Regions from separate parts of the Anas platyrhynchos genome. Here region 2 is linked to region 1. The links are chromatin contacts, called in public Hi-C maps. All regions are on one chromosome and are shown on one strand. Each heading gives the region's core, a stretch centred on a gene start, on an enhancer-like site or on the middle of the called end of the contact. The rest is flanking DNA. Distances are from core to core; before and after follow the strand shown.

What was found. Hi-C and Micro-C count contacts between places; a contact is called where the count stands out from the background.
Region 2: a Hi-C map of small yellow follicle shows a contact between it and region 1, with 2.8 times the contacts expected there. The contact joins two enhancer-like sites. A contact is called at or near these places in 3 of 8 Hi-C or Micro-C datasets (liver, small yellow follicle and subcutaneous adipose tissue).

Annotation. Positions count from the first base shown.
Region 1 is chr1:36,259,080-36,264,356 of IASCAAS_PekinDuck_T2T, reverse strand. No RefSeq gene overlaps it. Among named protein-coding and RNA genes, the nearest start is that of HMGA2, 62 kb to the left of the region's middle. Within about 2 kb of position 3,111, at least 3 of the 8 cell types and tissues checked have an H3K27ac peak or open chromatin away from gene starts, as enhancers often do. A contact at or near this core is called in small yellow follicle, where this site is marked.
Region 2 is chr1:36,480,595-36,485,871 of IASCAAS_PekinDuck_T2T, reverse strand. No RefSeq gene overlaps it. Among named protein-coding and RNA genes, the nearest start is that of LLPH, 21 kb to the left of the region's middle. Within about 2 kb of position 2,936, at least 3 of the 8 cell types and tissues checked have an H3K27ac peak or open chromatin away from gene starts, as enhancers often do. A contact at or near this core is called in small yellow follicle, where this site is marked.

The DNA of each region.
Region 1 (5,277 bases), core at 1,862-4,361:
ACAATGTTACTGTTATTTTCAGGGCTAAATACCCAGACAAGAATAATTATTAAGGTTATAATGAACCATGAAAACGATACAAAGATGTAGGATAGTTTCCAAAAAGATTCGATATGAACACATCCATCAGACTGATTATAGTTTTGCCCTGCAACTTTATCATTTTAATGTTCTTAACACCGCTAATTGTAAAGTCAATGAAATCTGTGCATATTATTACTTCCAATGTCTGTATGATACCGGCTAGAAGTAAGTAACTGTTTATGCCACTTTACATTTCAGAATAGCTGACATACACTGATTAAATATGACAACCTATGTAAAACTTGTCAGCTCAAATTAGGTACATCAAGTATATTGTTTTACAGAAGACTTTTTAGAATAGATTACATCATGCTTGCTTATCACTGTCTGAAAATACAAATGCATTTTTCAGATTAATGCATTGTTGCACAAAAATCTATTAGGAGGAAGATGAGTGTTGCAGGATTATCCTCTGCGTCGATAAGGAAACTAAGATGCAGACCTGGCTCTTTGTTGTTGCAATTCTTCTCTTGCAATTAACCAAGTCCTGTGCGTAGAAGAATAAGGGTTACACATTTATTCCCCATGTTTGTTTGTTTGTTTGTTTTTTTAACAACATATTTGATGAATTAGCTGGTCTGTTATAATGACAAATGGTCACCGTATGCTATTGGAAGGACTTGGCCTTCCCTCTCTTTTATCCAACATCCAAAGCACTGCAGTCTCATCTAGGGAGGTACTATTTCTGGAGGGTGCTTGAAGTGTCTCGTCAGGTTCCCATGAAAAAGACACCCGGAAGAATCTTGTTAATAACTGCCTGCTTATAAACTTAATCCTTCTTAATCGACTGTGTGCAGTTTCTTCGGAGCTGGAGAAATCTTCTAGGACTGTGATGTAGCTGTGACTCCTCGTAGCCATAAAAACCCACACTCTGTCTTGTGTCATGGGTTCTCCGGGTGTGATAATCACATGTTAAATATGCACTTAACCTCTTAACAGTATACATTGCAAAGCCACCGGGATGTGTGCGTCTCTCCTGAGGAACAGCCGGGCAGAAAGGCAGGATTACATGACTGCCACTGCTAATGATTGCTTTCCAAATACGTTCTGTGGTCATTGACTGGGCAACACTGGAAAACTTCCAATGCGGTTGTTTAGACTACTTGACTGAGTGATATATAGGGACTTCTTTTTACAGTGCCGTTAGTGTCTTAACGCTAGCGTGGAATAGGACTCAATAAAAATACTTTTCTTGAAAGAAAAAAGCAAAGGAAAAAAAAAAAAAGCTAGCATTTTATTTTAGCTGGAAGAAACACTCAGGCATTTCCAGCTGCCTGGAAGTCGCCGTCGGGGGGGCTGTGCGGCGGGGGATGCTGCAGCCCCCCGACGGCCGGAGCTCCCCGCCGCGCCCACGGCCGAGCCGGGCGGGGGGGGGGGGGGGGCTGAGGTGGGCTCCCACCCTCGGCCCGGCAGCCTCCCAGTAGCCTCCCAGTAGCCTCCCAGCAGCCTCCCAGCTTCAGCCCCCTCCCCGCGGCGGGGGGAGGTCGAGTCCGTCCAGCGGCTGTCGGGGGCACTTGGGGGGAGAGGCGGCCGGGGGGTCCCTGCCCAGCCCGGCGCCCACCCGGGGCCGCTCCCCGCACAGCCTGAGCCCGGTCCCCCCCTAGCGGCCGCCCGGGCACGGCGGGGGGGACCCGAGCCCGCGTCTGCTTCCCGCGGGGTCGGACACGCGTGGGGAGACAGCACGGGCCTTCTGGTGAAAGCCTTTTTCATCCTCTTCCTCCTCCTCCTCCTCTTCTCCTTCTCCTCCTCCTCCTCCTCCTCCTCCTCCTCCTCCTCTTCTCCTTCTCCTTCTCCTTCTCCTTCTCCTTCTCCTTCTCCTTCTCCTTCTCCTTCTCCTTCTCCTTCTCCTTCTCCTTCTCCTTCTCCTTCTCCTTCTCCTTCTCCTTCTCCTTCTCCTTCTCCTTCTCCTTCTCCTTCTCCTTCTCCTTCTTCTTCCTTTTCTCTTTCTTCCTCTTCCTCCTAAAAAATCAGAAATCATGCTCACTTGCTTTCCCAGCACCACCGAACAGATTGGCATTTCAGCCCATTCCTTGGTGGAGGGGAACCAATGGTGTGGAAATAGCAGGCATCTCAGTGGCAACTGCGACCTCCGCCTCAAGAACCCTGTTTCATATTCACCCTTCATGGCAGGTCTGAACCTGCAGGTCCCACCCACTTCGGTTCAGATTTTGTTTAAGAAAGGCTGCAATGAGGCAGAAATGAATTGAGAGAAAACGTCTGTTTCCGAGTGTGGGAGTACATATGTATCAGGAAAAGGAGATGTTACATTTGATCCTACATATGTTTATATGTGCACAAATAAGGCATGCTGGTGACATATGGATTTCCTATATTTTGCCTATATAAACAGACACATAAAATAAATATACACCAACGGACAAAAATAGCGTATGGAGAGAACCCGCTATGCTGGGCAGCTGAGATCCTGTCCGTGCAAGTATAACACAAATATTAAAAAGCAGCCATAACCTCTTTTTTGTTCTAATAAACATGACAGATTTAAACAAATATGTAAACTGAAAAGCCTGTAAAATACAAGATAAAATTTTTCGGAAAAAACATTTGTAAAAGTTGTCAACAGCATAACACATTCCCTGCGTGTATTGAAAGGTTTGCAAGACCTTGAATGTAATAAAGTTTCTTCATTCCTAATGCGCCTGTTTTTATCTCTGTCAAAGCAATGCTCTCTTAAAGCTGTTTTCCAAAGACTGTTACAACTTACGACATTTTTTTAACTTGCAGACACCAAAAGTAATTTCTGTAGAAGCCCACAGTGCTTTGCAAAAAAGCAACTCTAATAGCTGCAAACATAAATATGTATATTTTCCAGTAGAAAGAACGCTTCCCTCTCAATCATATCTCCACCAAAGGAGTTGAGTTGACTGTATCAAGAGATTTGTAGAATTTGTAGAATTCTGGATTAATCTTATCTGGAGAGTATACCCGGTCTCCCCCTTCTTTCTTTGTACTCACAACTGTTCTCTCAACTTCTTTGCCTTACAGCTGCAGCGCTAATAATTTATCTGCCTGGTCACCTCCCTCACAGGAGTTGAGCCGAGTCTTCTTCAAAGCCGAAGGAGTGAGCTGTTGGTCTGCATGCGATACAGACAGCACGCTAACAAGGGGGGCGAGGGAGCTTCTCCTGCTCTTTGGTCATGAGTTCACGAGCCTTGTAAAGCCACCAGGCAGCCTAAGCAGATAAAGCAGAAATTTAAAAAGGAAAAAGAAAGAAAAGAAAAAAAACACCAATGAGACGGGGCCAGATCATCTTTGATCTAAGGCTAATTTGTGCTGTGGTTTTATTGCAGGCTTGCACTAGAGCAGACCTAGCTGGCCACAGTAGAGTCGATGGAGCAGTGTTGGGAGGCAGAGATGCTTCTTGCCGCCACCATCGGTTGTAAAGACAGGATCTGATGCCTTCAGACTCTAATGAATGAGTCTGAAGTCATCCTGGCATCTCCGTGATCCAGGTGCAGTAGCAGCCCCTTGGAAATACCAAGTGTTGGCACCAATGGCAGCAGCCTCTAAGCTGCTCAAACCTGCGCCACCAAGGCTCTTCAGCAGAGTCTGGGTCAGGAATTGGGGCAGTAGAAAGGTGGTGGAGTTGTACTCTGTGCTTCTAAGGGAGAGCAAAGATTGAGGCCAAACTGTTATCAGACAAACACACAAACTGGATTCACTCACATCTGGAAGTAGCAGCCAGCCAAATATATGCAGTATCAAACATTTGGAATGGGAGAGTTTCCTCTGAGTCTCCATGACCCAGGCTACTAGTGATAAAAGGAAATTCACTGTATGTGAGCTAAAAGTTATTTCAGTGCCAAATTCCCCCTCCCTACTGCTCCCCCTCCCCTGCACTCCTGCCTGGCTTTGTTCAAAGGGCATTCAGTGCTGAGCCAAGCTTCCTTGTTTTCTTTTGTTTTGCTGTTCACCTTAATGTTTTCCTTTCCTTTCCCTTTGCACCTCTCTCAAAGGCTGAACAATGTGGTGCATGCAAACACTCAATCTCCTAGCTGCTGCTGAGCAGACCTCGACACCTATCCATGTTCCTCTAGCCAGGCAAGACTCCAAGACAGCAAATGTACCCTAAGGGAGGGACGGGCTGTGGACAAGGGCATGGTGTCCAGTGGCCTCTTAAACCTGCCTGAGTATCCACACACCTCTATGGGGCTGGTAGCTATGGGAGAGGATTTAAATCAGACCCTTGTCCTTCCAGAATCACAGCTGGAGACTATGAGAGACACCACAGGAATCTAATGCAGCACCAGATGCCATAAGTAGACAAGAGCCCAGCTTGACTATTTCACCTTGTGCTGCTGTAAATTGTTGTAACTGCACCAATTTCACAGAAGATTTGGGCCTCTGCTATTTTCTATTTATTTATTTATTTTAAAGTATTTTCCAAATTAAAAAAGACACAATCTCAGTGCAGAATCATGTGAGCCCATCTTACATTTTCACCCAAAGATGGCCATTTAAGTTAAGGTTTTCATAGCAATCACAGTGGTCAGAGAGTGGCCATTCTTGAGAACATTTTCACATTTTTCAGTAGAAATTTAGAGATACCAACAATATCAAAAAGTGGCCATCTCAAACCCAGTGCTTCCTTTTGAGCAGAAATTTTAAAGCACAGGGTTTCACTTTGATCTGAAGAGTTACCTTTTCTCCTTTGCTCTCTTCAAACCAGAACAGTGGTTGGTCCCATAACATGACATTTTGTTCACATTTTAAGAGAAAAAAAAAATAAAAAAATCTGTTCTGCAACAGTGCGATCACTCAGACCCAGTGGCTTAGCAGGGATCTCTGCACATCATGGCTCCCTGGTGATGTGCAAGCCACTTTGAAGCGAGCTCTGCAGACAGCTTCCAGCAGAGTAGGTGGAGATAATTTTGTAAGTTCTGGCGTGAGTGTATTCACACTCTGGTCTTTGTGCATCCAGCAGCAGATCAGCAATACCTTATTGCTTCAGCAGCTGCAGTGAAAGCTCTGCCAATGCCAACACCTGCATCTCCTGATAGAACATAAAAGTAAGGCGAGGTGATAAAAGAAGAGAGCACAAGGTGGGAGGTGATAGAAAGGTGCAGACTGAGGAGTCTGGGTGAACCATGTGGGTATAAGGTTGGTGTTTCCATGGGTTAGAGGCAGAAGCGTGGAGGGCCTGGGTACATTTTGGGGCATGTTTCAATGGGGTGG
Region 2 (5,277 bases), core at 1,687-4,186, 220 kb before region 1:
AACATAAATGAAGAGTGCAAGCTTCTATAATTCGACAGTCAAGATTACTTTTTTAATAGAATCTGTCTTATTTGTCTACTTTTGGCAAATCCCAAATATGACAAAGAGGAAGCTACTCTTCCAGGGTTGCAATCATATTTATAGAGTCATACCTCTTGTTTTATCTATGTAAGACTCATTTGCTTCTCAGTTCACTGTTTGTCACAGAAAGAAAAAAATTAAAGGCAGCTAGATTTTTATTTTTAAATTCAAAAGTTATAAACTACAGAAAATTGGAAAAACCCAAGTAACAATACGGAGGCAGAAGTAATCTGAAGCACATTCAGTAGGCTGTAGAAGTACAGAAAACAGGAACATCAAGAGACACTTTGTGGAGATAGCTGGCAGTAAATGAGATGCAAATCTATTGTGTGCTATGACGGCAAAACTCCCTTTGCAACTTCGGTTTGCGTTTAAAGAGGCAGCATAGAGGAACAGAGGAAGTAATTCCTTCCTTGTATGATCACACCTGCAATATCGCTTTTGTACTCTGGGCAAGGGATTAACAGAAAGCTGTGGTCAAATGGGAGAATTGTTCAGAGTGGTGAGCATCAGAAGAGGGAAGCTGGTGTGGGGAGGAGGATGCGCAGCCAGGTAGCCTGGGGGTGCATGGAGCTGGTTTGGGGCCAATGCTGGCAGCTGGCACAGGCAGCTGGCACAGGAGAAGAAAACCAGGAGAAATTTCCTTGAGAGCAAGTGGTATTAGCTTGCTGACCGCTCTCCCTTGGGAAGTGGCAGAAACCTCGTTGTTTGGAGCATGTGAAACTAGTCTAAACAAGGCTGTAATAAATGTTTGCTGGAGAACAACACTCGCTGGCAGGGAATGCAGGATGACCTAATGGGTCTTTTCCATCTCTAGGGTCTATAAATAACAACAGACGATGAAGAAGAAGAAAAAAAAAAAAAAAAAAAGGAAAGAAAAAAAAAAAGAAAAAAAAAAAGTGTGACGCTTACACATTTTTTTGCACGTGCATTTTTCGGAAAGCAAATTGCTTTCCTGTAACACAGAAAAAGCAATCTGAAATCACCCAGAGCCCTTTACTGAACCTCACCTAACACTGTTTCTCCCAAATGTGTTAGTAATGAACACACAGGGTGGGTGAAACAGGAGGGATGATGCCCGATGGAGTCCCACCACATGCGGACTCGGCTGGGGTTTCACAGCGGAGGTCGTGTGGCCTGGAGGCCTCCAGAGAAGCCTTCCCCTTGCCTCCACCACCACGGTGGGGAAGGCCAGGGCACCGTGGCCGCTTCACGGGACCCACAGATGTGGTGCTCGCCAAGGGGTCTGCCGGCATGGCCTCTCTGAGGGCAGGGCAAGGCGGGTTCTCCACTGCAAGGCGGCTGCCCCAGCCCCTGGGCCGAGCTAGCACCAACCCCCTGTTTAAACTGTTTATGTTCTCTGTCTCCTTGTGACTGACAGAGGTTAGGGAGCACTCACGGCCCCGCTGCAGGTCCGGGGCTGCGATAACATCCGGCAGAGGGGCGATGACAAGCGTGCGCTGGGGGCCGCAGCCTGTTCCACCCGCGTGGCTGGGCCCAGAAAGGTGTTTGTGCATGGCCTCCAGAGGGGTGGGACAGCATCTGCCAGGGCAATCCAGCCCTGCCTGGCCCATCCTTCTTCCCCGTTGTGTCTGAGCACACCCTACAGCTTGGGGCACAGCTGTCCTGGTGCAAAGAGGAGCCTGTCCCACCCTAGGGGCCATAGTGTCTCCTTGGCCTCAACCTCCTCTGGTACATTGCAGCAGGGCGACCAGGGTTGTTCAGTGCACGTTATCAACCCGGGCTGAGCAATATGCTTAGACATAGCCTCTCCCTAAGTCTAATTTTTATCCTGTTGGTCACCCCAAAAAGAAAGAAGAAGAAGAAAAAAAAAGTCACATCTATTTTAAAACCATCTCACAGGACAGCAGATAAGAGCGCTGCACTTGCAGACTTGCTCTTTCCTTTTCACAAGGCTGCCTCTCCTCCCTCGCCTGTCGCAGTAATCCCGCAGGGCTGTTTTGTTTGGTTTGCTTGTTTTGTTTGGATTGGAAAATTCCCATTAGTTGTAGCTCAAAAATTGTGGCAGGAAAACTAGAAAGTGAAACCAGCCAGATACATAAGTAAAAATGAATGGTCAGCTTTTGTTATTTTTCCTTCTATTTCAGACAGAGCAGATGTCTTTCTTTTCTGCTTGACCCAGAGCCGACACTCCTCACTCAGGCTTTGTCCCTGCAGCCCATGGAGGATGCTCTGCCTGCCCACTTTGCAGTGATGCTCCTGGGGTTCAGGAACGTGAGGAGAAGTGGGAAGATGACTGGTGTGAGAAAGGGCCCTGTACCTCTGCAGGGGACCAGGTGGGCAGGCAGGGGGACGGGGACAGGACAGCAGCAGTGCCCTGTACTGAGCCTGAGCTGCTGCAGCTGTTTCCTCTGCCTGCCTTCCTGGGAGGATGGCTTCTCTGCTCCTAATACCCCTCCTCACATCCCCTTTTCCGGACAGATTTCTGGGTCCCAGGGCTGCCTACACTTGGTCCCCTTCGCCAGGGGGTCAGAAGAGACAAGGTGTCTGCCTGCAGCCCCTGCTGTGCTCGTAGGGCTGTGTAACCCCAGTATGTTTGAAAAAGCATAATAAAACATAGGGCAGTGCTGAGCCACAACCGTCTTTGATTCATACTCAGTAACCACATGAGAGGATCCCATGCTTATAAAACTAAACTGCTTCAGCATTAAGAGAAATATTTATGAAGATACTGCCAGCACAGCTGACCTGCTAGTCTTCTGCAAACAGGCTGATTTCCTGATGTCTCCTCCCTCCCGCAACCTTCCTTTTTCTGCCAGGTTGTTACATCTCTCTTATATCAGCATTCTTCTGTTGTGTCTTCTCTGGGACCAGACAGGGCCTGTCCTTCACCCGCTGCATGCCACTGGTCCCCAGTCCCAGCCCCACAAGCCTCTGCCATGCTGCATGGTCACAGTGGGCTCATTCTGCTTTCGTTTTCCCACCTAGCTCTGCCATAGCTTTGTTATGCATTTCTCCTACCTCTCCTGCACCAGGGTGGGAGATGGCAGGGACAATCTGTAAATCTGCCTATCTTTATATGTTCAGATCCGCTGACTGACTGCCAGTGGGACCCTCCATTTGGTTTTGGGTTTGTCTCCAGTGTAGCCCTGAACCTGTAGCTACTTCTCCAGCTCTGTGTCCTGCTGCTCCTCAGACATTGCACTGTGTAGTGGCTTGGGTTTTGTGTGCGTGGTTTTATTATTGTTGTTGTTATTATTATTATTTTAGGCAGTTGTGCCTGATCTACTACTGTCATCTCAGTACTCTTTTGCTGCTGAGTTTGGCATCTTTCTTACTGCTGCCAAGAAATGCCCACAGTTTTGAGGCCACCAAAACCCACCTCCCTGGAAGCTGTGCCTTTGTTTTCTAGCTCATAAAAGCCTGGGCTGGTATCTCCTTCTAGGGCATGCTGTGGTGGGCAGACTTCACTAGCTCTTTCCTGATATGTTCTTGCCTCGAGCTTCTGAACATCACTGTGCTCAGCTCAGCTTTGATTGACTTCAGTGGCTTTCAAGGTGCCTCAGAGAAAATACCTCACATGCTCTGATTCTCATTCAGGGCAACAATTATGTTATACCCTTGGCAATGTCCAGGTATGCCAGATTGTACAAAGTGTTCCTTAACTTTCCACATCAGAACGCTTGTCTGAATGCCCTCCAGGGAGCTCTCCTGCCAGAAATGGAGGAAATAGCCTTTGGTGACCAAGGAGTGATTTTCCAGCATTTTCTCAGGGCTTGACTGGGATTTAATGACTCAGTGGAGTTTCCCACAGCTGTTTGTGCTGTAAACATCTCCCCGTGCATTGTGAGCTCTGTCACACCTGACCAGCAGACCCACCCCAAGGCTCACCTCCAGCATGGTTCTCCCTTTGGCCTGACATTCTCAGCATTTCTCCCTATAACCCTTGCTGATGCCTTTTCTTCACAGATGTTGCCCTCAGATCCTGCCTGTTCATCTCAGGCCCTTCCTTACCCACCTGGTGATTTCCTTACTCTCAAACTTTTACTTTCTTGCACTCCAGAGAGAGGCATGACCACATTTTGCATCCTACCATATGTGGCTTTAGGCATCTGAGCTCTAGAGGGTAGAAGCTTTCATGGGTGTCTCCCTTGCATAAGTTTTCTAAATGATAATTATAACAATATTGAGAGAAAGTGGCTAATAGGCTCTAAGCAGCACATAGATGAACTGAACCTTAGGAAATAAATGGGTAATAGCAGTGGTGTGTGTCAGTGGGCAAGGACCATCTCCCTTAATTTTGCAGCAAGAGAATGCAAACAATATTCAGTGTCACATACGAAACATTCAAAACCATTTTGTAAGACTGAATACTGGAAGCATCCCACTCGTGATAGTCACACATATGGGTCTCTCTGCAGAATAATATTTCTGAAGAAGATTTACACAATCCCTCAGATCTCAGAGAGCATTCCAGTGCCTGCTCAGTGTTTTACAGTTTCCCTCATGCTTTGTAGTTTGCTATTGAAGGGGTTTTAGCATGGGGTATTAATGTATACCCTTCTCCTACACTTCTCTGAATAGGGGCTCTGTGCTCCTTTGGGGCATAGAGCCTTACTTTGGAGAGACCAGCTGGGACCTGAAGCATTTCAAAGGTGAACTCCTTAATTATATGTGTCCAGAAATGCCTAGTAAAGGGGTCCAAACTCCGAGCAATGTTTTTAGTTACTGCCAAACAAAGGATCAATCATAAAGAACCACCAAAGAGAAGATGCGTAACATTTGTGTTATGCAGTCTTCAGGATGTTGTAATGACAGCTCTGCAGCTTGCCCTGCAAAGCCTCACCGTGCACATTGCAGGCAGCGCTCACGTCTCTAACACCATCAGCAAAGCTCTGAGTGATGCTGCGGGGGCCAAGTTTCACCCCTTACCTTCAGTCTTAGAGTGTTGCTAATTGCAGAAAACAGGCCAAAAGTACAGATTTTTTTTTTTTCCCTGCAAAATAAAATTATGGCCCTTTCGCAGGAGGCCCCAGAAGACCAGAGAAATTGGTTTCCATGGCATTGTGTGGGCTTCTACGCGATGGAAGCCACACATATCTTTTGCTGACTTGTGCCCCAAGAGATTATGGTTTGGAATGTAAAATCGTTGACAGTAATATACATTGAACAATCATTTTTTATTAGGAGGTTGAATGGTAGCGGTTAACAAATTAATCAGGGAATGGGGATACA